7 separate regions of the Mus musculus genome follow, and regions 1, 2, 3, 5, 6 and 7 are each linked to region 4. Evidence: chromatin contacts called from public HiCAR-type, Micro-C and promoter capture Hi-C data. All regions are on one chromosome and are shown on one strand. Each heading gives the region's core, a stretch centred on a gene start, on an enhancer-like site or on the middle of the called end of the contact. The rest is flanking DNA. Distances are from core to core; before and after follow the strand shown. Region 1 has its middle 46 kb from the start of Larp1. Region 2 holds the start of Smcr8 (Smith-Magenis syndrome chromosome region, candidate 8 homolog (human)). Region 3 holds the start of Mfap3 (microfibrillar-associated protein 3). Region 4 holds the start of Trim11 (tripartite motif-containing 11). Region 5 holds the start of Map2k3 (mitogen-activated protein kinase kinase 3). Region 6 holds the start of Shmt1 (serine hydroxymethyltransferase 1 (soluble)). Region 7 holds the start of 2010001A14Rik (RIKEN cDNA 2010001A14 gene).

Region 1 (3,745 bases), core at 390-2,889, 1.0 Mb before region 4:
GCCCACTGCGAAAGCAGAGAAGAGGGCAAGGCGCCTACGGACCCGACTGCTCGTTACTGGATGTATCACATGGGTAGGCGCAGTTATCCATCGGCCTCCTGCCTCCCCTTAGTAAGGTAAGGGCTCTGAGGCTGACATATGCATGCTGAGTGCTTTGGGCAAAACATGTGTACCTTCCTGCTCCTCCAAAGCTGGGAGGGCCTGTGTCCTCATCCTCCACGGAAGACTGCCAAAATGAGCCAAGAAAACAGCAAACTGGCATCAAGCCTGTAATCCCTGATGGGTGCTGGTGCACACCTGTACTCCCAGCACTCAGGGGGGCAGAAGCAAGCAGATCTCAGTTCAAGGCCAGCCTGGTCTACAGAGCCAGTTCCCGGAAAGCCAGGGCTACACAAACTCAAAAACAAACACAAACCTGTAATCCCAGCACTGGAGAGGAGACTAGAGTGTTAGAATTCAAGGTCATCTTCAGCTACAAGGTGAAAGCCCCCAGCCGATATAAAAATATGAGACCCTGTCTTAAATAAATAAATAAATAAATAAATAAATAAATAAATAAGGGGCTGGAGAGATGACTCAGCAGGTAAGAGCGCTGGCTGCTCTTCCAGAGGACCAGGGTTCAGTTCCCAGAACCCATATAAGTAGTTCACATCCATCTTTAACTCCAGCTCAGCAGAATTCCGTGCTTTTTTCTGATCTCTGCAGGCACCACACATGCACACATGCAAGGGACACATACAAATATATCCAAACAAAACACCGATGATAATGATGATGGTGATGATGGTGATGATTTAATACCAATACTTGAGAGACAGAACTCACAAAAGGTCTCTGCGAGTTCGAGGTCAGCCAAGGCTACACAAAGAAACCTTGTCTGGAAAAAAAAATCAATAACTAGATTCACAAAACGCTATGGTTCCTAGATACATTTTCATCTTTTTGTTATTATTATTTTTTTAACTCATATTACAATGTAGCCCAACCTGGCCTCAAATTCCCAGCAATCTTCCTGCCTCTGCCCTGTAGACCAAACTGTCCCTACTGAAGGCATACACCTGGCCTTAAGGATTTTGTTTGTTTGCTTTTAATTTTCCTACTTTATATTTCATTTTGAGGCAGGGTCTCTAGCTAACCTGGAACTGTGTAGACCAGGCTGTTCTCAAACCCATTCATCTACATTACAAAAAAATTTCTGTGAAAACTTCGCCAGTGCCTTCCAGATTCAGCCAGGAGGCAGATCTGTTTGGCTTTCAGTTCCCATCTGTGGTGCGCAGGGTAAACCGTCTCGGCCTGTCCGCCCGCCCCTGGGAACCCGGCTGAGTCTACCCTTCTCTAGACTCAGGCTCAGGCCAGATTCCCCAGGCCTCTGCAGCGGATGATTATCCAAGCAGGCCCAATCCACCCTGACAAAGGCAGTGCGGCTGGGGGGTGTGGCCACGGGCGGCGCGTGCACACGGCGGGGATGCGGATGAATGTAGATGAATGTAGATGAGGTGTGGTACCCAGCACCCCTGCAGCTCTCTTCGTGCCCTCTCTCTAGGTTTTCCTGCCTAGGTTAGCTTCCTGATCTAGGAGTCCTGTTGTCCTTCCTCCCCTACTCCCCGTGCCCTCTGGTTTCGCTTTCGTTCCTTCGGTTCTCCACCCCTATCCCCAATCCTCGGCTCGGGCTGAGTCATCGCTCTCTAGCCCCAGAGAGCGGCTAGCAGAGCGGGAAATTCAGCGGGGGCTCAGTCACAGCATTGTCCTGGGGCTGGCCATCGCCCCGACTCGCCCCTGCTAAGGCTGCTTTAATATGTTCTCTGGAAGATCTCCTACGCAGGATGGATCTACCAGAGTGCAAACGGAACGTGAGCGGTTGTCCAGGACAGGCATTGCACCTAGGAAGCTCATGGACACATACGGTCTGCACCTCATCTTTGCTCCATACAGTGTGACCAGTTGCCAGTATTAACATATATTTAGTAGAGAAAATTACATTCCCAATTCCAATAAAGGTAGCCTGTTTTCGGTTTCGCTCCGCACCCCCTGGAGTGGGGGGCGTGTTCACCTCCCAAGTGCTGGGATTACAGGACTGTGCCATCACGCGGGGCTGCCTCCTTTCCTATATAAATTGAAGACAAAAATGGGTGGCAGAAATTGATGAGGGGAGTTACAGTGAGCCCCAATTGTGAAATAGTTTGGTTCCATAATTAACCTAGAGGACAGAACAGTTTCAGGTGTATTTCTAGAAGAGGGTAGGGAGCCAGCACGAGGTAGCTGCTTCCCACACTTTTCCTTGCAGTAGCAGTGGAGACAAGACTGAGAAAGACGAAAGAAGGGCGCGTAAACTGACCATCGATGTGGCCGTCACTGGCTGGTTCATGATCATCATCTCCGGATCCAGACTGTGGTCTCAGGGCTGCACAGACAATGGCTGTTTTACTTGGCATTGGATGTGGAACCCTTCTCATCTTGGAAGAAGCAGGTGCTGAGGTAGTAGGGTGGGGTGGTTTCCAGCCTCCAAATGCTGAAGTTGTGCAGTGCGGCCTTAGACTAGGGTGGTGAGGCCCTGGGTTCCTGGACTCTGGTGCAGAGTGGCTGGCCCGGGGTGGGGGGTGGGGAGGTGGAGGGTGTGTCCTGGCATGAAGAGCCAGCCAACTCTACCCTCTGCCTATTCTCACCCATTCAACTGGAAACAAAGTGAATTATTTCAGAGAAATAATAAGACTGAACAGGTGTCTCCTGGTAGGATCTTTTTTTTTTTTCTTTTTTTGTTTTGTTTTTTCGAAACAGGGTTTCTCTGTGTAGTCCTGGCTGTCCTGGAACTCACTTTGTAGACCAGGCTGGCCTCGAACTCAGAAATCCGCCTGCCTCTGCCTCCCAAGTGCTGGGATTAAAGGTGGCGTGCGCCACCACGTCCGGCATCTAGTAGGATCTTTAAGTGAGAGTTCCTTATTTTTAATTTTATTTATTATTACTTTTACAATTATTTGTTGCCGGGCGGTGGTGGCGCACGCCACCTTCTTGTTGTTTTATTAGACATGGGGGTCTTACTATGTAGCAAGCCTAGAACCCCCAGCTACAGACAGGCCAGGCTGTTTCAGAACTTTCAAAGGTCTTGTCTCCACCTCCCAAATGCCAAGCCACAGGCATGTACCAAGGCTGGCTTACATATACCATCTATGAACCTGACTCATCTAGCCACTGTGCTAAGGATCAGCTAATGTGCACACATACACACATTTTACCTGACATTTAGTGGTCTCACCTGTTTATGGGGGGAAATAATTTTTTACAGAGAGCTGGGGTTGGTAAAGATATTTCAATACAGGTTAAGCAAGAGAGTTATGGGAAGCAGTGGTGGCACACACCTTTAGTCCCAGGATTTGGGAGGCAGAGGTAGGCGAATCTCTGAGTTTGAGACCAGCCTGGTCTAGAGAGAGACAGAGTACCAGGACAGCCAGGGCTACAGAGGAGAAATCCTGTTTTGAAGAGAGAGAGAGAGAGAGAGAGAAGAATGCTCAGAAAGAAAGAAGCAATTGACAGAAACCTGCTTTGCTGCTGCACTTCCAAAGCCTGAGTGAATTCCCCTGGCGTGCTGACTCCACAGTCCCAGGAACCCATTACTGTACTAATAAGAAACCTGAGAATTCAATGAATAATTCCTGAGCTCGCTGGCTGGGCCCTCTCTGGAAGGAGAGAGTTGCACAGGCAATTTCTTCCGGAGAGAAGTGTAGGGTTGTAAAATGAAGGGAGGAACCCA
Region 2 (3,703 bases), core at 984-3,483, 1.8 Mb after region 4:
CTGTTTGAGCTCATCTAGTTTCTCATCTTTTATTTCTTCCTACAAACTTAACTCTTACTTATCCTTACAGAACAACACAAATCTCAAAATATGGCTGACCAGGGGGCACGATTGAACTCCAAAGCGACTGACCGCCTTTCATTCTCTACCTCACCCCCATTGTCTCTATATAACCTGCCAGCTGGAGACAAGCTGTCTTCTAGGGTTGCCAGCCCTCTGAATAAAATACAGTTTTAAAGACTCAATTCCAATCTACTCAATGGTATGGACAAAGCAGCAACAATCTCTTTTATTCCAGCTTTGGCAGTCTCATTACTGTAGATGCCTTCTAAGTGTTGTGATGGTACAGGATTCAGAAGCCCTGGCTTGGTCTACATAGTGAGTTCCAGGACAAACAGGACTACACCACAGAGGAACCTGTCTCCAAAAACCAACCAACTAGCCATCGAGAGAAAGAGAGGGGGTGGGGGAGAGGGAGAAAAGAATCCCCGGCCAAGTGTGTGCGTGTATGGGGGGCAGGGGGCGCTCCTTAAAAAAAGACATTTAAGGGGCTGGAGAGATGACTCAATAGTTAAGAGCACTTGCTGCTCTTTCAGAGTACTTAGGTTCGATTCCCATATCTCACATAGTGGCTCACAACCAGATCTGATACCCTTTCTGGCCTCGGTGGGCATGTGTCTGATACACAGGCATACATGTAGGGAAAACACCCATAGACATTAAAAAATAAAAGAGAGAGAGATCTAAGCAGTAGTTAGGCTGAATGTCAGTCTGTAACCCCAGTACTTAGAAGACAGAGGCAAACAGATCTCCATTGTTCAAGGCCAGCCTGATCTACTTAGCAAGTTCCAGGACAGCCAGGGCTACATCGTGAGACCCCTGTCTCCAAAACAGAAAAGAAAAAATTATTACTCAAAGACATTTTTAAGAGGTGAAGTAGTTAGGGGCCAGCGCCCACCTAACCTTGGCTCCCCCTTCCGGGTATTTTAAAACTGGAGGCAGAGGTCTGGAGATCCAACTGTTTGCAAAGAAAAGGGAACAGCTCCTAGGAAGGGCCTCCAGCTGAATGATAACGCAACAGTCCTTGGGGTTTTACCCTTCTCACCTCCGTTTTGTCAGGAGACAATCCTATCTTTCGTGTATCTTAGAATCAGTCTATAGGAGTAGTAATTGACTTCTCTAGTTCCTAAACCTAAGTGTTACCCCTAGGGTGCCACCACCCTAGTCACAGGGTCTGCAGAAGGCAGGGACAGGATTCCATAAGTAAGGCTTGAACGCCAAGATAAAGGAGTTGGTTACCGCTTTCCAATACTACTGAACTTGTGATTGACCAAGGAAGAGTTTTAAAATACACGTGTTCTCACACTCCAGACCCAAAGAAGGGAGAGCAATGCTCCACTGGTATGTGAGCCGAGCAGACAGATCCGGCGAGCAAAGGTCTATCAAAAGCGTGAAAAGGTTTTACATTTACAAAAAGCCTGAAGGCTAGGGAGAAACCGAGAAGTGAGGGCGGCCGGGAGGGGCCTCTCGCAAAATAGGCGGAGTCGCTTTCGCCCGGGCTCCCGGTACCCAACGCGCTGTCGGACTTTGTGGGCGTTCCTCAGGGAAGCAGAACCCAAGTGCTTCTTACCCGCCTCATACGCCCGTTGGACAGCAAGTCGGCGATCCCCTTGGCAGCGTCGTTTTTCTCCGCCACGCAGAGAACTTTTCGCACTCCTCGGAAGGCCACTTCCATGGCAGCGCGGGACAGGGCACGGCCTCCAGGCCGTCGGTGCCACTGAAACGCTAAGAGGGTGACCGGGAAGATCATTCCCTAGGTCCTGCTCCAGCAGCAACTCCACGGGTGCCCGTGCATGCTGGAGAACCCAGAGGAAAAGCCACGAGGAACTGTGAGAGCCACCTTAATAAATGCAGTTTTTCCAGGCAACTGCCGCCTCGATCAGAAACCCACACGTCCGAGTCTCGCTTAAACTCGCGCTCACAGACAACTTCCGCCCACTGCGCCACTAAGCAGCCTTGAACTACAACTCCCAGAATGCCTCATGCCCTGTGCACGTTCCTCCAACACCGTTTCTCCTCCTCCCTTCCACCCCACTGTATTCTACTTTCCTTTTCTTTATGACAATGGGTAGTTAACGGGACTTGTCCTCTGGAAGATCTGATTGGCAGGGCCTCTTAAAAGGCGCCACTAACTTGGAAGTCTGTGTGGGCGTTTCCGGGTCACGCGACGCTGATGCTGGGGAGTCATGTGATACCAAGATGGCGGTGCCGCGGTAGCTTCCCTGGGACAGTACGGTCCTAGGAGCGGCGACAGTTTCTGCCCTTAGGTCGTGGGGAGACTCATTTGACTGATTCTGCGGTAGCCCGTGGCGAGGATTAATGACACGATCAGAGCTGGGACTGTTGATGTCGCCGGTAGGTTCCGGGGAGTGCTGGTGACCTAGCTTCAGGAACCTTGCGCCGGCCCGGGCAAACGCTGGAGAATGGCCAGCCTCCGTCATCTGGACCTGCAGCTTTGGAGTTCATGAGGCTTGCCCAGGGCATCACAGGTCCCAAACCTTGAGAGTCTGCGGCAATTCGAGTTCTTCGTTGTGTGACAGGGCAGTTTAGGATCCCCGGAAGTGCAAAGAAGGCCGCAAGAACTTCGTTTTCGCATCCAGAGGCCTGACTCTCCCTCCGACCAACCCTACATTATTTTCCATTTCCTCTCAATGTGCTTGCCATATTTCAGGAAATATGATCAGCGCCCCTGATGTGGTGGCCTTCACCAAGGAAGATGAATACGAGGAAGAACCTTACAATGAGCCCGCTTTGCCTGAGGAGTACTCAGTCCCTCTCTTTCCTTATGCCAGCCAGGGGGCAAACCCCTGGTCTAAACTGTCTGGGGCCAAGTTCTCCAGGGACTTCATCCTCATTTCCGAGTTCTCTGAGCAGGTGGGACCCCAGCCCTTGCTTACCATCCCCAATGACACCAAAGTTTTTGGCACTTTTGATCTTAATTACTTCTCTTTGCGGATTATGTCGGTGGATTACCAGGCTTCATTCGTAGGCCATCCTCCCGGTTCTGCCTACCCCAAGTTGAACTTTGTGGAAGACTCTAAAGTGGTACTGGGAGACTCTAAGGAAGGGGCCTTTGCATATGTGCACCACCTCACCTTGTACGACCTGGAGGCCAGGGGCTTTGTGAGGCCCTTTTGTATGGCTTATATCTCCGCAGACCAGCATAAAATCATGCAGCAGTTCCAAGAGCTCTCGGCCGAATTTTCCAAAGCATCTGAGTGCTTGAAGATGGGCAACAGGAAGGCATTCGCTGGGGAACTTGAAAAAAAGCTGAAAGACTTGGATTACACAAGGACAGTGCTACACACAGAAACCGAGATCCAGAAGAAAGCCAACGACAAGGGTTTTTATTCTTCTCAGGCGATTGAGAAAGCCAATGAACTGGCCAATGTGGAGAAGTCCATCATCGAACATCAAGATTTGCTGAGGCAGATCCGCTCATACCCTCGTCAGAAGACGAAGATCCCTGACTTGCAGCCTGGTGATACAGAGCATACCCAGGATCAGGCTGACCAGGTATCCACTACCTCTAATCCTGAGGAGTCCGCTAATGCAGACCTTTATACCTGCAGACCGGCTTACACCCCCAAACTCATCAAAGCAAAGTCCACCAAGTGTTTTGACAAGAAGTTGAAGACCTTGG
Region 3 (3,642 bases), core at 458-2,957, 1.5 Mb before region 4:
ACAGTCAATCTCAGTTGCCAAACTGATATGCCTAGAACCACCAGAGAGTCCTCTGGGCACATCTGTGGAGACTGTCCTGCTGAGGTTAACAGACTCGGGAAGACCCATCTACTGTGGGTGGCACAATGACAAAGGCTGGGATCCTGGAAGGTGTCAAAAGGAGAAGCCAGCTGATGGCAAGCATTCCCTGCTCTCGGCTTCTAGACTGTGGGTGCAAAGTGACCAGTTTCCTACGTGACCTTCCTGCCACTGGACAAGCGAACTGTGACTCAGAATAAGATCGCCTTCCTTGTTTCTGTCTGGGTATCTTATCACAGCAACAGGAAGGTAAACAAACAAAGGGTATGGAGACAGCACAGAAGAAAGGTCAGGGAGCCATGATATAATCCCCTAGAGTCATGTCTCTATTAGGGAAGAAGCAAGGGTGACAGGCTAGAAAGGTAGACCAAGAATATGCTGCCTAGTGTTCTCCCTCCTCTCCTCTTCTTTTTCTGCTGCCATCTTGTCTCTCCCTCCCAATAAAACCTCTTCCACGTGAAAAAAAAAAAAAAAAAAGGTGTTGCCTAGACTCTATGGGTACACGATATGCATATATTAAACTGTCCCAAAAACTCATAGAAAAAAAAAATTCCATACACAAGTACCAATTGCCATGCAAACTAACTCAGAAAAATAGAAAAATAACTCGTTTAACTTATTCATGGCAAGAACCTTTTGCATATGGACCCAGTTCTGGAGACAGAGAAGATATGTAAGGCAATTTCTGCCCCTGTCAGTCCAAAGGCTGATCTAACAAAAAGACACCGACATGCTTGCCCAAAGTTCAGAAGGTGTTCTTGCAGCTGTATAGACACTGTTTTAGAGCTACCTTTTTCTTCTTTCTCCGAGTTACAACATATAATATATAGTCTCTCGATTTGCTCTATGTAAGCAAATAGAACGCACATATTGCATACGTTCATTTAAATTTTATGAAACTAGAACATTCCGATTAGTAAACTCCAGCTGTCCCTATTATTTCACTTGCACAATAGAGATTTTAATAAGCATCGAGGACGTGCCAAGAGTTTAGGCTGAGTCAGGAGACAAGATTCGTGAGTGGTGATGTCCCTCTCCACCGTTCCTATAAGTAAGATTAAACACATACCAGACATACGGAATTGTACTATTTAATGTTTTCCGGGTATGGTTTTTCCTGATTGGAGGAGAACAATCCAGGTGACTGGAGAAGTCAAACAAGGCGCCTCACAGTCGAGACACAAATATGCCCAGAGCACACGCGTGACCATCGCCTTTACCCGGAGGCGGCGTGGCTGGCGTGGCTGACTAGCTGGAAGCCGAGCCTGGGGTCAGCGCTGCCGCCGGTCCGTGCGACAGGGAGCCCCAGCTGCAGGCTGCGGCGACTCCCCAGCTAACGTGGCGGGTCTCTCGTCTCCGCACGTCCGCACGCAGGTCCCACCCCCAGGCCTCAGGTAAACAAGCTCTCCAGCCCTTCGGCCGGCAAGCCCACCAAACATGGCTGGAAGCGTTGCAGCCCCTCAACCCGTGACCCCGAGACCCCCCAGCCTTCGCCGCCCTCACCCGGAAGCCCCACAACCCCGACACCGCCCCTCACCGCGGCCACCGCCGCTCGCTCGCCGATCCGACCCGACCGTCGCGGAAGTACTCCTGACCTCAGCGCGGAGGCGGGGTCGCCGTCGAGGAGTACTTCCGGGTCAAGCATCCTCTAGGGCGGAAGGCGCTGACTGCAGAGAGGTGAGTGAATCCGCTGCTCCGGTGGCTTCCTGAGAGGTAAAGGATGCTTGAAGCTGGACACGGGGGATGCCAGGATGTCCGCCCTCCGTGAAGGCTGGGTGTGGGTGTCGGGGTTCCGCCATGAGGTATTTCCAGAATACTCGAGGGCCAGCGACGATCCGGGACACAAACTGGGAATTCAGGGCGGGCCCTGCTCTCAGCTCACTGCAAAGGTGGTGAGGAAGGGAGACCACCACCATCAAAACAACGGAATCTGAGGGGGTAGTTAAGTGCTTTCGTCCAAGTTTAAATGCGGTGATGGAACGGAACTGAGTGAGGAAGTGAGAAGGGGGAAGCCTGCCTGTAGGGAGGAGGAGTAGAGGTTTTGAATAAATAGTAAAGGGAGACGGGGGGGGGGGGGGGGGGCGGAGAACTTGGGCACTGGGTCTTTGTGAGGTCGGTGACCAGGCGTTTGACTTAAAATTTGGAACTCGATGGGAAGTAATTGATAGTTTCTAAGCAGGAGAGTGATATGCTTTTGATTTGTAATTTTAGATGTGCAGTGCATCGCTTCATTTGTCCCTGGGCAGTTTATCCAAGAAGACATTAAGCAAAATTGTGTTAAAATATGGGGTGGGGGGGGCACCTGAAACCCTAAAGACTTGCTTTCGAGTGTCTCGCTGTTGTGTTGTGTTGGTGTATAGCTAAGTGGGAGTGCGTTTGCCTGTCATGTGCAAGACCCTGGGTTTGATCCTGAGCACAAAAAAAAAAAAAAAAAAAAAAAAAAAAAAAAAGGAACAGATTCCCCTCCTCTGTTCAATCCCTTACATCAGTGTTCAGATGTAACTGCCACTTCCTAAAACCCTTCAAATGTTTGACTTTACTTTCAATAGTAATTCTTTACATTTCCGTATGCTGATATTCTCTACGACCTTACTAAATGCCTGTTCCTTTGAAGATTTGCAAGTTCAAGGCTAGCCTTGGCTACATTGTGAACTCTAGGCCAGCCAGAGCTAAGTAACCACATCCTGTCACAAACAAAAACGTCTGGTCCAACAAATAAACCAGAAAAAAGATTTCTTCTGGTTTTCTTTTGTAAAGGAAAAATGTATAGGAATGTATCTTGGGCCACTAGTAACTGTCTTGTCTTTTACATGTTGCCATTAGTATTATAGTGACAATTCTGAAAAATTTTGGTCTTAGAGTCCATTGCACTTAAACTTACCAAGAATTTTGAAGAGTTTTGTTTAAATAGATTACTACTGCCAGTACATTCCATTTAAGAAATCAAAACTACTCTCAAAAAAAGAAGTAGCTTTAAAATGGTAAGTCACTAAATGATAACTGACATTTCTATAAAGATTATTTTCCAGGTGAAGTACTGGCACAGGTCTGTGATCCCAGCATTTAGCAGATGGAGGTACAGGCAGGAGGGGAGCTCAAGTTTACCTTGGAGTGCAAATTCGAGGCCAGCCTGGACTACATGAGACCTTTCTCAGAAACACAGTTTCTCTAATTTCTCATGGGAAGCTGTTACTGGGGAAAGGAAATGATAAGCAAAAGGAACAACTAGAACCAGAATGTGAGGTTGAAGACAGTTTAGAGACAGTAGAGAGTAAGACACACGTAACTGAAGCTTTGTGTGGGGACTGGAAACATTGTATGATTCTAGGCAAAGAAGGGGATGATAATGGAATCAGCATCCAGATATGGAAACTAAGCGGCCTCGAGCACATCAGAGCAAGTGATAAAGGTGCAACTTAAGACCATACCAAATTACAAACTATTTCAGGCAGTTTGTGCACGTGTGCACTGTTCCTACATATTGAACTCCCAGAGTGTTACAACTGCTATCTGAAGTTTTAAGCTTATCTCCTAAATAGTGAGAAGTCTCCTAATAGATTTTGT
Region 4 (3,992 bases), core at 825-3,324:
CTGGACTCTCAATCCAGAACAGTCCTTCACTTAGTAACTGATGGCCGACACCATCAGCACCTCCATCCTATTTCACTGCCCCACACGGAAGCCTCATCTTTCCACCTCAGCCATTGCAATTGAGGGCCAGGCTTTAAGATGGCTGGCATCAAATCTCTCCATTTGATTGGAATTATATGATTTTTTTGTGTGGCCCAGTTATTACATATGGTGAATGTAAGCCATAGCTCATTACTGCTTCCTTAAGCGTTCTAAAATCCTGTGCTTCTAGAAGTTGCCATTCAAATTCTTGATAACCCTGTGAATTTCTTTCATCTCCTCCCAATTCCTTTATCAAGTCTGGAAAATCATTTTAGGTTTTTTAACAGATGTAGACTGCCCTTTTCAGTCTTGTTCCAAGGTGGTACTGAATGTTTTAGCCTTCTTTCCCCTGTCTATCTCAGTATCTTTCTCAATTCTAATTATAATTTTTTTTCTAATTTTTCTCCTAAGACCCATCTCCATTTTTTATATTTTCTTCTTCTTGTAGCTCTACTATCTTAGTATTTTCATTTTTATTTATAAATCTTTCCAATTTCTCTTCTATGACCTGTCTTCATTTTTCAGATATCTTTCTCGTCGTATCTCTACTACTTTAGAGTTTTCCTAATTTTTATTTATATTTTTTTCTAATTTTTCTTCTAAGGCCTGTAACCTACATCTTCCAGTCTTCTCCTTATCTAAGTTTGCTTTCTTTTGATCTCTCTTTAAAAAGATATAGAAAATTTGTTATCGTTACTGAAAAAAATTATTTATATGCTGATAACTATAGCAAAAATTATACAGACTCTAGATGCCCTGTGCCACTGAGTTCTTTCCATTTTTATCATAGAAGATATTTTCCCTTTAATCTCTATCTCCTTAAAAACTTCGATTTACCAACTTAAACTATATTTGTCTACGATGTTTTATATTTAGTCTCTTTCCTCTTTTATTGTTTTCAAACTTAATACCTTACCGGTTCAGAAGTTTGGGGCTTTTTAGTCCCATAGCCGCTGCGGGAAAATGTTCCTTTTGTTCTTTAGTGCGTCTGCAGGCTCCACAGACCAGCAAGTGTCTACGGTGGCTAACTTCAACCCCTCAGCTCAGTTCAGGAGGCTGCCCCCATTGTTTCCATCTTTCTGCAGGCCCTTCCGACCTGCTGCTCGAGAATGGCTTTAGGTCTTTACCTGCAGCCACCGGCTGAAAGCCAGGCCTATGTGCCCCAGCTCTGGATCGCAAACTGCGCTTGGTTCGTGCAGCTCTGAGAAGCTGCTCGCCTGCGGGCCACGCCAGAGGCTCGTGGCCGGCCGCTGCCTGACTCAGCAGCCGCGGGAGTGCTAGACCCGGGCCGCTGCAGACGCAGGCTGGAGTGCGTTCCGGCTCGCTACCCAGTTGCTTATAGACGGCCGCTCAAGCGCTCAGCCCGCCGCTACGGGAAATCTTACGGGAGAGAAGCCGTGCCTGGCTTTCTAGTTTAGCACTCGCTGTCCACAACTTTTCTAAGTTGCTGGCCCCAGCAACGTCAGATACACTCGCGGCAGAAGTTGTGGCCGCAGACGGTCACCACCATAAGCTTTGACTGTTTCCTGATTCGTGCATAATCATCCCGTTATTCTAAGTTCTGCCACACGTGGCTGGTTACCTGGTTCTCAGTTTTTGCTGCTATCTCCATCAGCGTTCTGGGGCCAAACTTGCGTCGGTGTCGATCCCGGCATCCACCCCGGCCCCTCTCTTTTCCAGGCATCACACCTTCTAATTTCCTGCCTAAGCTCACTGGCCATTGTATTGACCGGAGAAAGGTTTACACAGTGCACAAGAGATTAGCTACAGAACCCATGGCCAAAGTTTGCAGCATCCGGATCTTGGGGTGCGGGGACACCACCTGCGGAGACTTGTCACCGCAAGAGAGGCGAAAATGCGATCTCTTGCACTATAATTCGATTCCGACCCCGAGCCCCGATACACAGCGGCCAACCCAAGAACAAACGGGTTCTAAAAAATAATAAAAACTAGCTTCCTGCTTCCGCTGTGGTTTCTCTTCCGGCGGAAGTCTGAGAGCTTAGTGCCGGATGTACCCACTACCCAGGAGGCTGAGAGTGCCGCTACCTGCTCCTGGCCCGTTCCCACTGCGCTCTCGCGGCGGAGTTGCCCGATCCCGGTGCACCACGAAAAGCTCGATCCAGGCGCAGACGCCAGCACCATGGCTGCCCCAGACTTGTCCACCAACCTCCAGGAGGAGGCCACCTGCGCCATCTGCCTGGATTACTTCACCGACCCGGTGATGACCGACTGCGGCCACAACTTCTGCCGCGAGTGCATCCGACGTTGCTGGGGCCAGCCCGAGGGCCCATACGCGTGCCCCGAGTGTCGCGAGCTGTCGGCGCAGAGGAACCTACGGCCCAACCGCCCGCTCGCCAAAATGGCAGAAATGGCACGACGCCTGCACCCGCCTTCTCCGGTCCCGCAGGGCGTCTGTGCGGCGCACCGCGAGCCGCTGACCACCTTCTGCGGCGACGACCTCAGCCTGCTGTGCCCCATCTGCGAGCGTTCGGAGCACTGGACTCACCGGGTGAGACCGCTGCAGGAGGCGGCGGACGACCTCAAGGTGCGTTCCATTGGGTGCAGCCGGCCAGTGCCCGGTGCGAAGGGATGTCCCGTTACTGCCCTGCCCTGAGTTGAGGAAGTGTGAGTTACAGTTAACTTGATCCTGTGACGGGGTCGGGATTGTAGCCTGTCTTATTCCAGGATGAGATGCACGTGCATTCTGGGGAAAACCGGGTGTTGGTAGTCAGTCCAGACTCAGCTTGGAGAGCTTGTGAAGGGGCCCGCTGTCAGATCAACAGTTTGGCCTGTGTCAGAGTTGATACTCTGCCAGTGTGTCCCCATCACTGCATGAACTTGGGTGACCAGAATAAACCAGGCACCAAGTCTCCTTTACTTTGGACTTTAGCACAAAGGTGAACTTATAAACTTATAAACTTAAAAAGCTTATAAACAGAGATCGTCCCAGTAATTTTTCATTTCGTTTCGTCCATACCCGGTTTACCGATGATTGGTTGGCAGGTTTACCCCCCTGCCACCAAACCCCTTAATGGTGCTGAAAGAGACCCACATCTCTCCACGAATGACATGATAAGCCCTGAAGGGACAACACTAAAGCTGCTCTATTGCCAAAAAAGAAAACCTTTGTCCTCTGTCCTGTTAAGTTCACTGTCTGAACAACAGACAAGACAGATCAGCTTAAGTAACACTAAGTTTCTCTTGCATAGGGGTTCACACAAGAAAAGAGAAAGAAAAGCTCAGAGAAGCAGTTACCCTTAGGCCTTTTATCCCAAAAGGTGTGGAGTTACCAGAAAGAGACCTTGTGAAATAGGAAATGATTGTGAAATAGGAGGCTGATGGCAGAGAGGGTGTCTCCCTCCTGCAGAATGGATGCTCTGTCTTGCGTACGCTTAGGTATCTGTGGCTGTTCAGCACAGGAGCAGGTTTGGGTGTGGGGGACACAGCCTGCTTTCTGGTAACGCCAGGAAATGGGCAGATAGCTCTTCCCTGTGACCAGTGGGCCTGCAGTGAGCCATCCCTCCACTCACTAGAGTTTGGGAGGGGTTCTTTAGGCCATGCTGGCCTACGTGGTCCTGGTGACAAGTTCACTCTTTGGCTCTGGGGCCATGAGTGAGTAGTATCCAGAAGAGAACCAAAGAGACGGAGGAGGGATTACATCGGCAGGAACCAGGAGCTGAGGGGAGAGCAAGCCCAGGCCTATCCCAGGGCCTCCTGGGCTCCACTCCACTCTCACCACACCCAGGGTAGGAAGTCTGGGTCATTACCTAACCAGTGGTAGGGTTGCATGTGGCCAGAGCTCGAGGCCTTTGCCAAAGTGTGTGCAGGCTGCTGTTGCTTCACAGCTGTTTACAATACTGCTCCTGACTTAAGCATTGAAAATAGGGGCTGGCAAGATGGCTCGGGCGGTT
Region 5 (4,077 bases), core at 1,354-3,853, 2.0 Mb after region 4:
AGGTAAGTATCCCTTGTGTTTCTTCATATGGCAGAGGAAGGACATTCCTGGCTGAGGGGACAGCCTTTGAAAAGATCGGATCAAGAAGGAAAGCTTGGTTTTGAAGTGTCTGGATATGTCAACAGGGCCAGAGGGTTGGAAATTCCTACCTAGGGAACCAGGAAAGATCTGAGCTGGGCCTAGCCCGGCTTTCAGAAAACTCTCTTTGCAGCAACTAGCACAGAAGTGAGAAAGCTGGGCAGCAGGCAGAGCACAGAGGGTATCGTTTTATCCTGAGTGGGGCACCCACAGAGAACAGCCACACTAGGGCTGGTCACAAGAAGGCACACACCCCAGGTCAGCAAGCCTTGGGAGGTTCTGCAGATGGCAGGACACTGCACATACAACCAGAGCTGTGCATGACCACTGTGCCTGTCAATAGGCCTGCCCCTGGGCAGCCATGCTAAATGCATACAAACCCTGTGCATCTTGTGGGAATTCATGTGTGCTTGGGGTGTATGATCAGTGCATGCGGAGGAGGCTCTAACAGCATCTGGAAGGGGCTGCATCTGAGGGAGCCTCTCATTTCTGACCATACCAGTGGTGACACAATTGGTTTGGGGGCTTTCGCTTCTTCTCTTGGAGATTCTATCCTTTCTCTTGCTTCTTTAAATCTCTGCTTCTGTGGCACCTTTAAGGGAGGCTTTTCCTGACTGCCCTCACTAAAATCACACTCCCACCTCCAGACACACCTTCTCTCGTCCCCTTTTTTCCACAGCATTTGTCAACCTGAGACACCCTATCATTTCACTTAGGCCAGAAGTCCATTCCTTTCTGAGAGCAGCGTTGTGTCTGTTTTGTTCGTCGTTGATCCCACAATGCTACATCCACAGTGTGTGCTCAACCAGTGAGTTGCTCCCCACACACTAGGTTTGGACCACCCCCTTTCTTCAACTCACAGTCACATGCTAACACAGGCTGAACCCTTCCCATCCCCAACCTCAGCTTTCCTTAGAGGGGTCTGCTCTCCCGGGAGTCAGAGTAAGAGATGGCCTGCTGGGATCTGAGTCTAGTGCTCTGGCCAGTTTCTGAGTGGTCATGAACTTCCCCCAGCTAACTGTGACACTTAGGGACAGGAGGGTAACAGATGCTGTTGGCAGAGGTGGCCAGAGAGAAAAAGTCTTCCATCATGCCCCTCATTCCAGCAGCTGACTGGCTTGCTGGTGCAGCCTAGCCTGGCTTCCTGAGCAGGTCTCCACTCCCTGCCCTGGCCTTTCTGTTTCTTCCAAGGATGGTCTCTTACCTCTCTTTCTGATGACTAGTCCAGGAAGGTCACCTTCTTTGACCCCACCCAGGTGAGGCAGGGCCTCTTAGGACTCTTGTATCTATTTATAGCACCCCACATGGAGTCTGTGATCCCTGGGCTGTTTGTCAAGTTCTCTGACTAACCCATTAAACTCCTCCTGTTTGAGGGCCTTGTCTGAGTCACCCTGGTGCCCAAGAGCCTGGCACGGGACTAGTCACTTTACCCATGTCTGTGGCATGCTTTTCCTACTTCCTCTGTTCATTCCTTAAATATTTCTTAGGCACCTACTATGTGCATGGCTCTGGGCTAAGCCTTGGGATTCAGCAGAGGATGAGACATTCAGGATTCCTAATGGGGAGGGGCACGTGGCACGGGAGGAGGGCTGCGGTAGAAATCAAATATGCAAGCCAGGCATTCGGGGCCTGAGTGTTGGCCAGAGAGCTAAGACTTACTCCAGCTCCGACTGACTCCTTGACCTTGTGCTTCTTGCCCTCACTAGACCTGACTTTCCAATCGACCCCAGAGATTCCTGGTTAGTGTGAGGACAGAGGCTCAGCGACCGACGGCCGAGATGGAACCCCAGTCAAGGCTGGCAAAAGGTATTTCAGTGTTTGGAATGACACTTTGTTTAATCGGAGACTACTCCCCAGCCCGGAGAGTGGAGCTGCTATAATGTTACAACCAGTTACTTTGTCACTAGGCAAAGGTTAGCCACTGAATTCCCCGCTCCCTAGGTGCTGGCGTGCCAGGTGCTTGTAGAGGCTGGACTTAAACGCGTGCTCGTTCAGCAAGGCGCAGTAAACTCTTTCCCACAGTCGGTGAACACTCACCTGGCACGCGCCCGCCGTGGGATCGCTCTTTTCCTGCTGCCCTAGGAGGCAAGCCGGTGGTCGCCGCTCTCTTCAGGGGAGCACATGGACGCTCATCCTCGGTATGGCTCAGCCATTTAGGAGTCTAGTCTCACTCAGGGAACACTTTTAACCCCACGGAGCACATCGGCCCTGCCCTGCCCCCCTAGAGATCTTGGGATTTTCCAGATTGCGACCCGCACACGCTGTGCCATAGGGGGGCACAGGCTGGGGCACCCAGGACCACGCCAGCACAATCCCCCGAGTGGGTAGGGCAGTCATCTAGACGGCAAGAGGGCGGAGCCGAGCTGTACTAAGGGGAAAGCTGGGTTGGATTCCGGCTCTTGGAGGGTGGGGTTTGTGCGTGACAGTCCGGGCGGCGTCTGATAGGCTGGGGCCTTTTCAGGCGGGCCAATCAGTACGATGGGCGGGGCCTGCGTGGCGCCGTCGGCAGGCGTCCGGCGCTGCCCAGTGTGGCTTTGGCGCCGCCCGCCTCGGACGCTTGGAACCGTCGCGTCTGTGTCGCCTGTCGCCCATCGCCTGCCGCCGCTGCCAGCCACCAGCAGCCATGAGCGCGCCCGGCCCCGGTGTAGTCTGCTGTCCTCTAGATTAGTGCTCTCCGCCGCGACGGTCCGCAGCATGGAGTCGCCCGCCGCGAGCCCGCCGGCCAGCTTGCCTCAGACCAAAGGTAGGCTCTCCCGCCCTGTTGCGCGGCCCGTGCCACATTCAATTTGAGTCCGCCCGTGATCCTGGGCTCCCTTCCGGGCTGGGCACAGACGTCTGCACTCCAACCCAGGACTGGGTCCAGCCCAAGCCCGGGACCTCACGGGACCTTATTGGAATCCGGATCTTAGGCCGTGGGACTTCACCCAGGCAGGACCTAGTTCTCGCTCCACTCCCAAGTCTGTAGCCTCACCGTGAGCTCCTCATTTAGGCTTCCGGGCTTCATCCTGGACTCAGGGATTTCAGTGATCCCTGCTAGAGGGTCTTTGGGCTGCTCTAGCCCTCTCAGGCCAGGCTCTTGGATTTTGTCCAGGCTGGAATTTACTCTGGGCCCCAGGGCTGTGTTCCCAATGCCGGAAACCTGTCTACTCAGAGCTCCTCCACTCTTCCAACTCCTTCCATCCTTGTGAATCCTCCTTTGCCCCATGTCTTGCTGGCCTGCTCACTGGCTGCCTGCACTCCTCCCTAAGGCTGTCCCTGTAGAACTTCCTGGCGTCTCCACTTCGCAGCTCTGCCCATGCTACCTGCTACTCAGTTGCAGTCTTCTCACTGAGTTTCCCGAGCTGACCGATTCTTGCACCTAGTGTTTCTTAGTCTGCTCTTAGACGTGCTGTTTGGTCCTTGGGCTAGCAGCAGGCCAGGGGCTGGCTGTGCAAAGCTTGTCCTTCTCCAATTAACTGTCTTTCCTGGAAATTTCTGTGAGGTGGCAGTGGTGCTGCGTGGGCTGCAGCAGCAGCATTTGTCATGGGAAGTGAGGGGGACAAGATTTGGAGGTCAGAATGCTTTTTTTTTTTCTCCAGGAAGAGAGAAGGATGTTTTTTTTTGACATGTCAGAGACTCAGTAGGGTTGATCTGCAGAAAAGATTTCCAAGCTGGACCTGGAGATATGAATGGGTTGACCCTCTGAATTCTGAACTGCTTCACCTGGCTAGTCTCTGGGCATGTCTAGGACTTATTAATGAAATGGATATTAGGGGCGTGATGTGAGATTGAATGTAGAGTGGTTTGAAGCAAGCACGTCTGAGATGATCGAGAACCCAGCATAGCGCCCAGCACATAGTAGGTACCCAGGGGCAAATAGTTGTTGCACTTCCTTGACTATCTCCAGCTTTCCTGCTGCAACGCTGGGCCCAGTTTTGGATTGCAGCTGCAGAGCACAGAGGACAGGGATGGCGGGCACCTAAGAGGGTACTTGTGCAGTGGTGGCCTTCTCTCCTTCTG
Region 6 (4,158 bases), core at 1,491-3,990, 1.8 Mb after region 4:
CAGCCCAGCTGCAGCTCCCTGGGAAGGACATGTTTACAGAGATTTCAGATGCCTCTACTGCTCTGCATGTGTGTACCCTTCCTCTTTCTCCACCCCCTACCCCCATGGGGACTCCCCGGGCCTCAATCTTTGGGGCCAGTGAACTCACCCAAGAGCAGCTTCCCAATAAACCTACCTTTAATATAATCTTTAAAAAAAAAAAAAAAGACTTCAGATATCACGCCAAGGACCTTGGGCCTCTCTGGCTACCCTTGAGCTTCCTCTCTCAAGATCAGAACCCATGAAATCCCAGCACCTGTCTGGGCCCTTGGCAAGTGGGAACCAGAATCCACACACCAGTCAGGCTCGGACCTCTGCTCCCCAAATCCCAAGGACAACATTTTCATTAAACATTAACTGCTGGAGGTTAGAAAGGACCTAATCAATGTGAAGAGCAAATCTCCTAACCATCAAAGAACGAAGGTCCACTTAGAATCCTCTTCAGAGGGCCAGACATCTTACTCAGGAACATTTAACCCAGTGTCACTCAGGAGCATTCAGCCCAGTGGCTCCCACGCCTCTCCCCAGAGTGTCCCACCTGGTGGGGTTTTTGTTTTGTTTGTTTGCTTGTTTGTTTTGTTTTTGGAGACTGGGTTTCTTTGTGTAACAGTCTTGGCTAGACTGTTCTATAGACCAAGCTGGCCTTGAACTCAAAGACTGGGCCACCTCAGCCTGCAGAGCGTGGGATTGCCTGGTTCCCACCCTGCTTTTACCACTATGTCGGATCACAGTAGTGCATCCCCTTACTAAACTAATATATGTCCTTCCTGAAATAAGGTACTAAAATAAGCTAGTTTTCTCTGAACTACAAAAAAAGTTCAAATTCTTAAAAAAAAAATCCCATTTGTTTACTGTGTACAGGTGTAGGTACACGTGTTACAACACACAGAAGGAAGTTCCTAGGGGTAAAGTCAGTCCATTAGGCTTGTCTGTGAGTCCCCTAACTCAAGAAGCCATCTTGCTAGCTCAGAATTCTTCAAGGAGCTCAAGAAGCTTAGTGTATACTTGATTGATTGATTGATTGATTGATTGATTGATTTTAAAGACAAGGTTTCATGTAGCCCAGGCAGGCACAGAACTGGCATAGCAGAGAAGAGCCTGAAAGTTCTGGCCCACCCACTTCAGGAGTCCTCAGCTTATAGGCACGCCTCAGCACATTTAGTTTCATGGGATGCTGGACTGAACCCAGCTCCCTGCATTCCAGGCAAGCTTTCTACCAACCAAGCTGCTTTCCCAGGCCTAGCCTCAGTCAGGTATTTAATAGTTTTCAACAACAACAACAAGGTCTCCATATAGAACTATCCTGGAATCACTATGTAGACCATGCTGGCACTGAACTCTGCCTACTTCTACCTCTTTGTCTGCTGGGTGGGATTAAAGGCCATACACCACAATACCCAGGCCAGGGCATTAGTTTTATGTTTTTAGAGAGGGTTTTTCTATGTAGACCAGGCTGGCCTTGAATTCACAGAGATCTTCCTGCGTGTGCCACCACCACTCCTGGCTTACTTAGGGCTTACTTAGGAAGAAGATCTTCACACTATAGACTTTTGATTATTTTGTTTTCCAAGACAGGGTCTCTCTGCAGAGCCCTGGCTGCTGAACTGTCGTTTTTGAGCTAACTTTGGGGAAAACATACAGCATTTCCTTATTACTGTCTATAGGTCTGCCAAAGTCCATACCCACGTGTTAGGCTGTAATGGGGACAGGAACAGTGCGAGTCTCTCTGTGCCCTGCTTTATAAAGAGAGGAGGCTCTCAAAGGCCTTGGAGTGGCTTTAACTAAGGTCATATAACAGAGGCAGAATGTGAACTCCTGTTTACTTTTGGTGCTTCCCAGAATCCTGGGTAACACAATTACTCACCTCCATTCAATTTCCCCTCAAGGAAGAAATTTTAAATGTATTCTGTACGGAGCCTAAACTGGTGTTTCTGGTCCAGCAACTGCCTGGCTCAATTAAACACATTTGTGCTTGCTTCAGCTAACCAAAGGTCACCTAACTTCCAGACCTTGAAATAGAGGCACTGGGCTAAGAACGCTACAAGCCAACCTGTCCCCTAGATAGAGTAACGCACTGCAGATAATCAGGGTTGTACTAGTAAATCAAAAGCAGTGATTACAGACAAACCTCGGAAGCTTCGTTAACATGTATAAACCAAGGGGTTCCATCCCAGCACCACATGAACCGAGAGCGATAGCTCTTACTGGTGAGGTGGAGGCAGAACCATTAGAAGTTCAAGGTCATCCTTGGCTACACATCAAGTTCGAGGACAGCATGTGTGACACTCACACCTCAAACAAAACAAAAAGAAACAATCGCAAAGATTAGAAATTACATACCTTGTATTAGGAGCGTGGATTTTGTGAAAAGGTTCCAACCCTTGGTGCAGGGTGGCCTCCAGTTCACTTGGTTTCGGGAGCTGGCCGTAAACGTCTGTTCCTCCGGTCTTTATGAAAGGGACTAAACGCGTTGTGGTGGCGCACGCCTTTAATCCCAGCACTAGGGAGGCAGAGGCAAGTGGATCGCCGAATTCCTGGAGAGCGCGCGGAAAGTGACCACAGCAACACCTCCAGCCGGAACCCCGCAGCGGGCTGTCCTAACAGCCCAGCACGTGCTCCGGGAACCAGCCTCCCCACCACGTGACACACCACGTCCGGGGGAAACCCAAACTTGGCGCGCAGAGGCCGGAGCTCCACTAAACTCTCCCCAGCGCAGCCTGGTCCCGCCCCGCCCCTACAGCGGCCCAATCAGTGGGAGCATCCAGGTAGAGCCCGCCCCCAGCTGCCCACGCGCGATTCGCCCGCGCTCAGAGCAGGGCAAAGCCTGACGGAAAAAAAAAAAAAAAAAAAGAGCTCTGAACTGGAGGGGGTGGGAAGGAGGAGGGGACTGGGCGGTTCCTTACCTTGGGACCTGGGACTTTTGGGCAGTATTGCTGATTGTAGGAGTGTTTTGTGATCCAGAAGACCTGGATAGGATTGGGGATCGAGCCTGGTTCGGGTTCAGTTTCCAGTAACTAATGCACAAGTGTCCAGGGGATCTGCCTCCAGAGTTCTAGGATTAAAAGTATGTGCTACCATGCCTGACATAAATAGATCTTTTTTTTTTTTTTTTTTTTTGGTTTTTTGAGACAGGGTTTTTCTGTCTAGCCCTGGCTGTCCTGGAACTCGCTCTGTAGACCAGGCTGGCCTCGAACTCAGAAATCCACCTGCCTCTGCCTCCCAAGTGCTGGATTAAAGGCGTGCGCCACCACCGCGGGTCCTGGTGTCAGCCCACAGTAATCCCTATCTCAAATAAATAAGTAAACAAAAAAACAAACAAGACAAACAAAAACCCAGCTGGCATGACCAGAACTCTACAGGCTTTGGCAGAGGGATCTTGAGACAGAGGGCAACCTGACTAAATACCAAGATTCAGGCTAGCTGGCTGTCTCAAATATTAAAATGAGGCTGGCTGTGTGGCTCGGTGTTAGAGAGCCTGCTTAGCCTAAACAAGAGTTTGCGTTGTTTGTGTTACACACGCTAGTAAAAACGAATGAAGCAAATCATATTGCCATGGGGCTAGAGAGATGGATCAGTGGTTAAGAGCATTTGTTGCTTTTGCCGAGGTCCTGAGTTCAATTCCCAGTACCCACATGGGTGGCTCACAACCATTTATACCTTCAGTTCCAGGGGCTCTGATGCACACTTCTGACCTCTGTGGCCAATGCATGCATGTGGTACACACATACATGCAGACAAACACTTGCATATATAAATAAAATAAATTTTTAAATATATATTATTGCCATGTGTGCATAAAAATATAAAAATACATTGTTTAGTAACAAAATTAATTTAAAATGATAAGATTTAAAAAATCATTTTAGAGTCAGGAGGTAGTAGTGCAGCCTTTAGTCCCAGCCCTCAGAAGGCAGAGGCAGGCAAAAGGGTGTTAAATCCCCTAGAACTGGAGTTATAGTTGGCTGTGAACCACCACAAGGGTTCAGAGAACAGAACCTTGGCCCTCTGCAAGAGCAGCAGTGCTCTTACCCACTGAGCCATCTCTCCAGCCCCTAATTTAAAAAAAAATAGATTTAAATAATAAAAATAAAAACAAAACCCCACAGGGCTGGAGAGATG
Region 7 (4,078 bases), core at 1,399-3,898, 1.2 Mb before region 4:
AAATTGTGTTTTTTTCCATTAATATTTTATTATTTTTGTTACTGTAAAAGCAAAAAAAAAAAAAAAAAAAAGCTTATTAGGTATATTGCAAAAGTAGAACAAAGTATAAAAATGTCAACCACATTTCTGCTACCCCAAATTATCACTCTTTGTAATATGGAGTATTATTTCTCATGTGGTTTTGATTTTCAAAAAAAAAAAATGATGACATTTCTTTTTTTCTGTGGGGAGGTAGTGTATTCCTAACACAGGGAGGCTGAGGTCAGAAGATAATCTGCATTGCTAATTCTCTCCTTCTGCCATGCGGGTGCTGGGGATAGAACTGAGGTCAGCAGGCTTATTGGAAAGGGCTTTAACCCACTGAATCATCTCAGTCCTCCCTTCCTCCCCCAAAGCTTGGTTAATGTTGCTGTTTGGGTTTGGTTTGGTTTGGTTTGGTTTGGTTTGGTTTGGTTTGGTTTGGTTTGGTTTGGTTTGGAGATGGGGCTCTAGCATACTCCCAGGGAGGCCAAATTTCCTGGAGCTCGAATTTCTGGCAGTGGAGAGCCTATGTAGGGGTTTAATGGAAATGAACTGGGATCTTCTGGAAGAGCAGTTATCTCCCCAGCTCTCACCCTGCATGTATTATTTATTTTAAAATAAATACACACACATCACATTCCACAAGTCCATATGCAATTCTATATCCTCGTTTTGTTTTGTTTGAAACAAGGTCTCACATAGCCCAGGCTAGCCTCAAGTTCAATAAGAACTCCAGATCCCGCTACACACTTCCCAAGCAGTGGCATAGCAGGTGTGGACCACCGTGGAGCGCTCATTACTCAGCATTGACAAGGCGTTGTCAAGCGCTCGGAGATCTTTGCTACAGAGTTGCTGGTGAGTTTTAACACTTTCTGAAGATGTTTAATTTTGCTTCACCTCTTCTCGTTTGTAACTTTTAGAGTATTTTTTATAAGCAATTTCGTAATGGACACATTTTGTTTTGTTTTGTTATTTTGAGACAAGGTCTCACAAAACCAAGACTGACTTGCGAGCTATGTAGTCAAGAATGATCTTGAGGGGCTGGAGAGATGGTTCAGCGGTTAGGAGCACTGACTGTTATTCCAGAGTTCAATTCCTAGCAACCACATGGTGGCTCACAACCATCTGTAGTGGGATCTGATGCCCTTTTCTGGTGAGTACAAAGACAGCTACAGTGTATTCATATCCATAAAATAAATAAATAATTCTTTTAAGAAAAGAGAGAGAATGCCCTTGAACTTCAGATCTTCCTGCTGAAAGGTGGGACTACAGGCCAGTGCCGCCACATCCTGTTTAAGTAGTAATGTGGAACAAATCCAGAGCCTCGAGTGTGCTGATCCACTCTGCCACCAAATTACAGCCTCAGCCCCCACAGTGGCCTTAAATTTTTATCTGGTAGGTGTATTTTCTAACATACTGTCTCCTGTGTGAAATTAATAAAAGTAAACTGTACAAACGCACTTTTAGACCTCTGGAGAGAATTTAAGAGCTTTCCGGACACCCATCCCATAACCATACCTCTCCCCCACAACACTACTGACTGTAGGACCCGACCCTCAGAAAATTCCCTGTGTCCTTGCATCAAGGACGAGGTGACACCCTGGTCTTGGCAGGGTGCGGTGGCCTCCTCCCGGGTTGGTCTGAGTTAGCTTGAAGCAATAAAACTACAAATCAGTCTCTAACAAGTCTGAAGGTGAGTCCTCCGTTGGTGGCCTAAGGGCTTTTCACCTTTGCCTCAGCCCACAAAGTCCACCCTGAAGATCAACCCAGGCCAGGGTTGCTCTGACGCTGGGCTCTCCTCCTTAAGTCCCTTCTTCCTTGGTGCCCGCTGTACTCAAAGATTTCTAGTTCACCTGTCCGACCTCTCCTGTCTCTCAGTGCCTCTTTACGCGCATATGCACTTCCTCGTTAGCTTCATGTCCCACACCATGCACCCTGTCTCCCGCTGCCGCGTAGATCCTCCAGCCCAGGCTTTTCCGTTTTGCCCAGTCTGTTCTCCTGGCAGCACTTTCTCCCTAAGGTCTCCTTCCCATACCCTTCCCTTGTCCCTCAGTTTTCCTCCGCACGTCGATGCTTCAGTCCACTGCGAACGTGATCTCTGCTGCAAGTCTGTCCCTGCTTCCCGCAGACCCCACTCAACATAGGAGACCTTGCGGCCTGTCAGATCCGGCTTAGCATTTCGTTCCATAACCGGCTTGCTCACAACCCCACTATGGAGCCGGACCTCTGCTCAGGATCCCGCGCTGGGATTGGGAACCTGCTCAACATCCCATCCCGGAATGGAGACCCTGCGACCCTCCATATCCCGCTCAGCACCACTCCCTGAGGTGGAGGCCCCGCGTCCCTCCTGACCTAACACAGCATCTCGCCCCAGAGCCAGAGGACCTCGCTCACCATTCCTGGCCCGGACCAGGACATCTTGCATTCTTCCAGACCCCGTTCAGCATCCCTCGCGGAGCGAGGTCCCTATTTACCATCCTAACGGCCTAGAACATCCTGCATCCCTCCAGACCCATCTCAGCATCCCACTCCACAACCAGGACTAAACCTGCGGCCCGCTGTCCTCTCTAGCCCGGGTAACTCTTCCCTCTTGCACTTTCTCTACTTTGAACCCATCCCAGCAGAGTCCAGGAAGTAGCCTGGCACCGGAGACCGGCAGCGATGGCGCCCAATGGGAACTGCCAGCGGCGACGTGGGCCCCGCCTACATAAAGAATACGACCATTGAGCGCACAGAGGCGGGACTTCCGCTGTGCCGCGGCGGGCGGGGGAGCGCACTGTTGTGGTGCGGCGCGTCGGGCGGGCGGCGGCCGGGGCGGCCCAGGGGCTGCCGCGGGGACTCGGGGCGCCGCCGAGCGGCCAGGCGCTGGGGCGGCCCGAGCACACCGCGGGGCCCGGACACGGCAGGTTCGAGGCCGGGCCCCCGCGCGGGGAGCCACGGGGTGGAGACTTTGCCGCGCGGCGCGGAGCAGGCGGGAGCCGGCGGGGGCCTCGGGAGCCCCAGGGCGGCCGGGCCCGGATCCCGGGGGAAGCCTCGTGAGCCCCGGCCGGAGCCTCGGCGTGTGCATCCCCGCCGGGGCCCGGGCTGCAGGAGCACAGAGCAGCCGGGCCTCGCGGAGCTCGGAGCGCGCCTGACCCAGGGCGCACCGTGGGACCCGGGCGCGGGGCTGGCGAAGAGCTGCCCCGCGGGGCTAGCAGCCGCGGAGTGGCCTACAGGGGTCCTCCCCCGGAGGGGCCGGGCCGGGGCGGGGAGATGAACGGCTTCAGCACAGAGGAGGACAGCCGCGAAGGGCCCCCTGCCGCCCCCGCCGCCGCCCCGGGCTACGGCCAGAGCTGCTGCCTCATCGCGGACGGCGAGCGCTGCGTCCGGCCCGCGGGCAACGCCTCCTTCAGCAAGAGGGTGCAGAAAAGCATCTCGCAGAAGAAACTCAAGCTGGACATAGACAAGAGCGTGAGTCTCGGGGCATAGCGCAGGGCCGCGGGAAGGGACCCCGGGGACGCTCCGCGCGGTGGGCCTCGCCGCGCAGTCTGTGCAAAACAGGGGACTCAGGTTCTTGGAGGCCGCTCGGTGCTCCGCGACGCTGCCCGCGTCCCCGAGGGTGGGCTGGGAAACCAGGGAGGGCTTGGCACACTCTCCCTGCCTGGGAAAGCGACAGCAGTTTCCAGCTGTCACTGTTGCGCCGAATAGCAGAGCAGAGAGAGGTGGGTTACTTTTGCAAGAATTGGGCAAAAGAGGTGACAAGGGAACCGGGAGGATCTTCTCCAACTTCGTCCTCCCTCCAGGGACCTTGTCGCTCTTTCAGACACTAGCAAGGTGGCCGCGACTTTCCTGTCTGCCGCGGCCTCCGGTCTCTGCAGCGCAACACAGAGCCCGCTTCGCTGGCAGCGAATGAGTTTTTCTGAGATGTGGCAGAAATAAGGCCAAGGCCGGGTCTTAAATGATTTGCTGTGGATGTGATTGAAGGGGGCGGGGAATCAGCTTTCTTGCGGGGATTAGCATCTTTGGTAATGCCGTTGGAGGTGGAGAGGTGCAAATTTAAAATGGAATGAGATTGCCC

What was found. Promoter capture Hi-C pulls out the DNA fragments that hold promoters and counts their contacts. Hi-C and Micro-C count contacts between places; a contact is called where the count stands out from the background. HiCAR-type assays count read pairs that join an accessible place to other places.
Region 1: a HiCAR-type map of astrocytes shows a contact between it and region 4, with 3 times the contacts expected there. The contact joins the enhancer-like site here to the promoter of Trim11 in region 4. A contact is called at or near these places in 3 of 39 promoter capture datasets (hippocampal neurons and liver), 1 of 484 Hi-C or Micro-C datasets (CD4 T cells) and 2 of 115 datasets of contacts at active chromatin or transcription factors (astrocytes and pancreatic cancer cells).
Region 2: a promoter capture Hi-C map of liver shows a contact between it and region 4, with 3 times the contacts expected there. The contact joins the promoter of Smcr8 here to the promoter of Trim11 in region 4. A contact is called at or near these places in 1 of 39 promoter capture datasets (liver), 1 of 484 Hi-C or Micro-C datasets (B cells) and 1 of 115 datasets of contacts at active chromatin or transcription factors (thymic regulatory T cells).
Region 3: a promoter capture Hi-C map of neutrophils shows a contact between it and region 4, with 4 times the contacts expected there. The contact joins the promoter of Mfap3 here to the promoter of Trim11 in region 4. A contact is called at or near these places in 2 of 39 promoter capture datasets (neutrophils and pre-B cells).
Region 5: a contact with region 4 is called in a promoter capture Hi-C map of pre-B cells, with 3 times the contacts expected there. The contact joins the promoter of Map2k3 here to the promoter of Trim11 in region 4. A contact is called at or near these places in 2 of 39 promoter capture datasets (liver and pre-B cells).
Region 6: a contact with region 4 is called in a promoter capture Hi-C map of liver, with 2.5 times the contacts expected there. The contact joins the promoter of Shmt1 here to the promoter of Trim11 in region 4. A contact is called at or near these places in 2 of 39 promoter capture datasets (both in liver) and 1 of 9 other capture datasets (liver).
Region 7: a contact with region 4 is called in a Micro-C map of the G1E-ER4 cell line. The contact joins the promoter of 2010001A14Rik here to the promoter of Trim11 in region 4. A contact is called at or near these places in 1 of 39 promoter capture datasets (pre-B cells) and 1 of 484 Hi-C or Micro-C datasets (the G1E-ER4 cell line).

Annotation. Positions count from the first base shown.
Region 1 is chr11:57,961,127-57,964,871 of GRCm38.p6, forward strand. No RefSeq gene overlaps it. Among named protein-coding and RNA genes, the nearest start is that of Larp1, 46 kb to the right of the region's middle. Within about 2 kb of position 1,640, at least 400 of the 459 cell types and tissues checked have an H3K27ac peak or open chromatin away from gene starts, as enhancers often do. A contact at or near this core is called in astrocytes, hippocampal neurons, liver and 1 more, where this site is marked.
Region 2 is chr11:60,775,292-60,778,994 of GRCm38.p6, forward strand. Smcr8 (Smith-Magenis syndrome chromosome region, candidate 8 homolog (human)) reads left to right here and starts at 2,234. Exons shown (of 2, transcript NM_001085440.1): 1 at 2,234-3,703. The coding sequence starts at 2,737. Top3a (topoisomerase (DNA) III alpha) reads right to left here and starts at 2,074. Exons shown (of 19, transcript NM_009410.3): 1 at 1,631-2,074. The coding sequence starts at 1,810.
Region 3 is chr11:57,516,958-57,520,599 of GRCm38.p6, forward strand. It overlaps Mfap3 (microfibrillar-associated protein 3), which reads left to right and starts at 1,708. Exons shown (of 3, transcript NM_180599.1): 1 at 1,708-1,755. It overlaps Fam114a2 (family with sequence similarity 114, member A2), which reads right to left and starts at 1,687. Exons shown (of 14, transcript NM_026342.3): 1 at 1,616-1,687.
Region 4 is chr11:58,976,019-58,980,010 of GRCm38.p6, forward strand. Trim11 (tripartite motif-containing 11) reads left to right here and starts at 2,075. Exons shown (of 6, transcript NM_053168.2): 1 at 2,075-2,626. The coding sequence starts at 2,222.
Region 5 is chr11:60,929,451-60,933,527 of GRCm38.p6, forward strand. It overlaps Map2k3 (mitogen-activated protein kinase kinase 3), which reads left to right and starts at 2,604. Exons shown (of 12, transcript NM_008928.5): 1 at 2,604-2,821. The coding sequence starts at 2,773. It overlaps Map2k3os (mitogen-activated protein kinase kinase 3, opposite strand), which reads right to left and starts at 2,417. Exons shown (of 2, transcript NR_027800.1): 1 at 2,116-2,417.
Region 6 is chr11:60,808,525-60,812,682 of GRCm38.p6, forward strand. It overlaps Shmt1 (serine hydroxymethyltransferase 1 (soluble)), which reads right to left and starts at 2,741. Exons shown (of 12, transcript NM_009171.2): 1 at 2,380-2,741.
Region 7 is chr11:57,798,819-57,802,896 of GRCm38.p6, forward strand. 2010001A14Rik (RIKEN cDNA 2010001A14 gene) reads right to left here and starts at 2,649. Exons shown (of 4, transcript NR_131042.1): 1 at 2,416-2,649. It overlaps Sap30l (SAP30-like), which reads left to right and starts at 2,819. Exons shown (of 4, transcript NM_001081168.1): 1 at 2,819-3,471. The coding sequence starts at 3,274.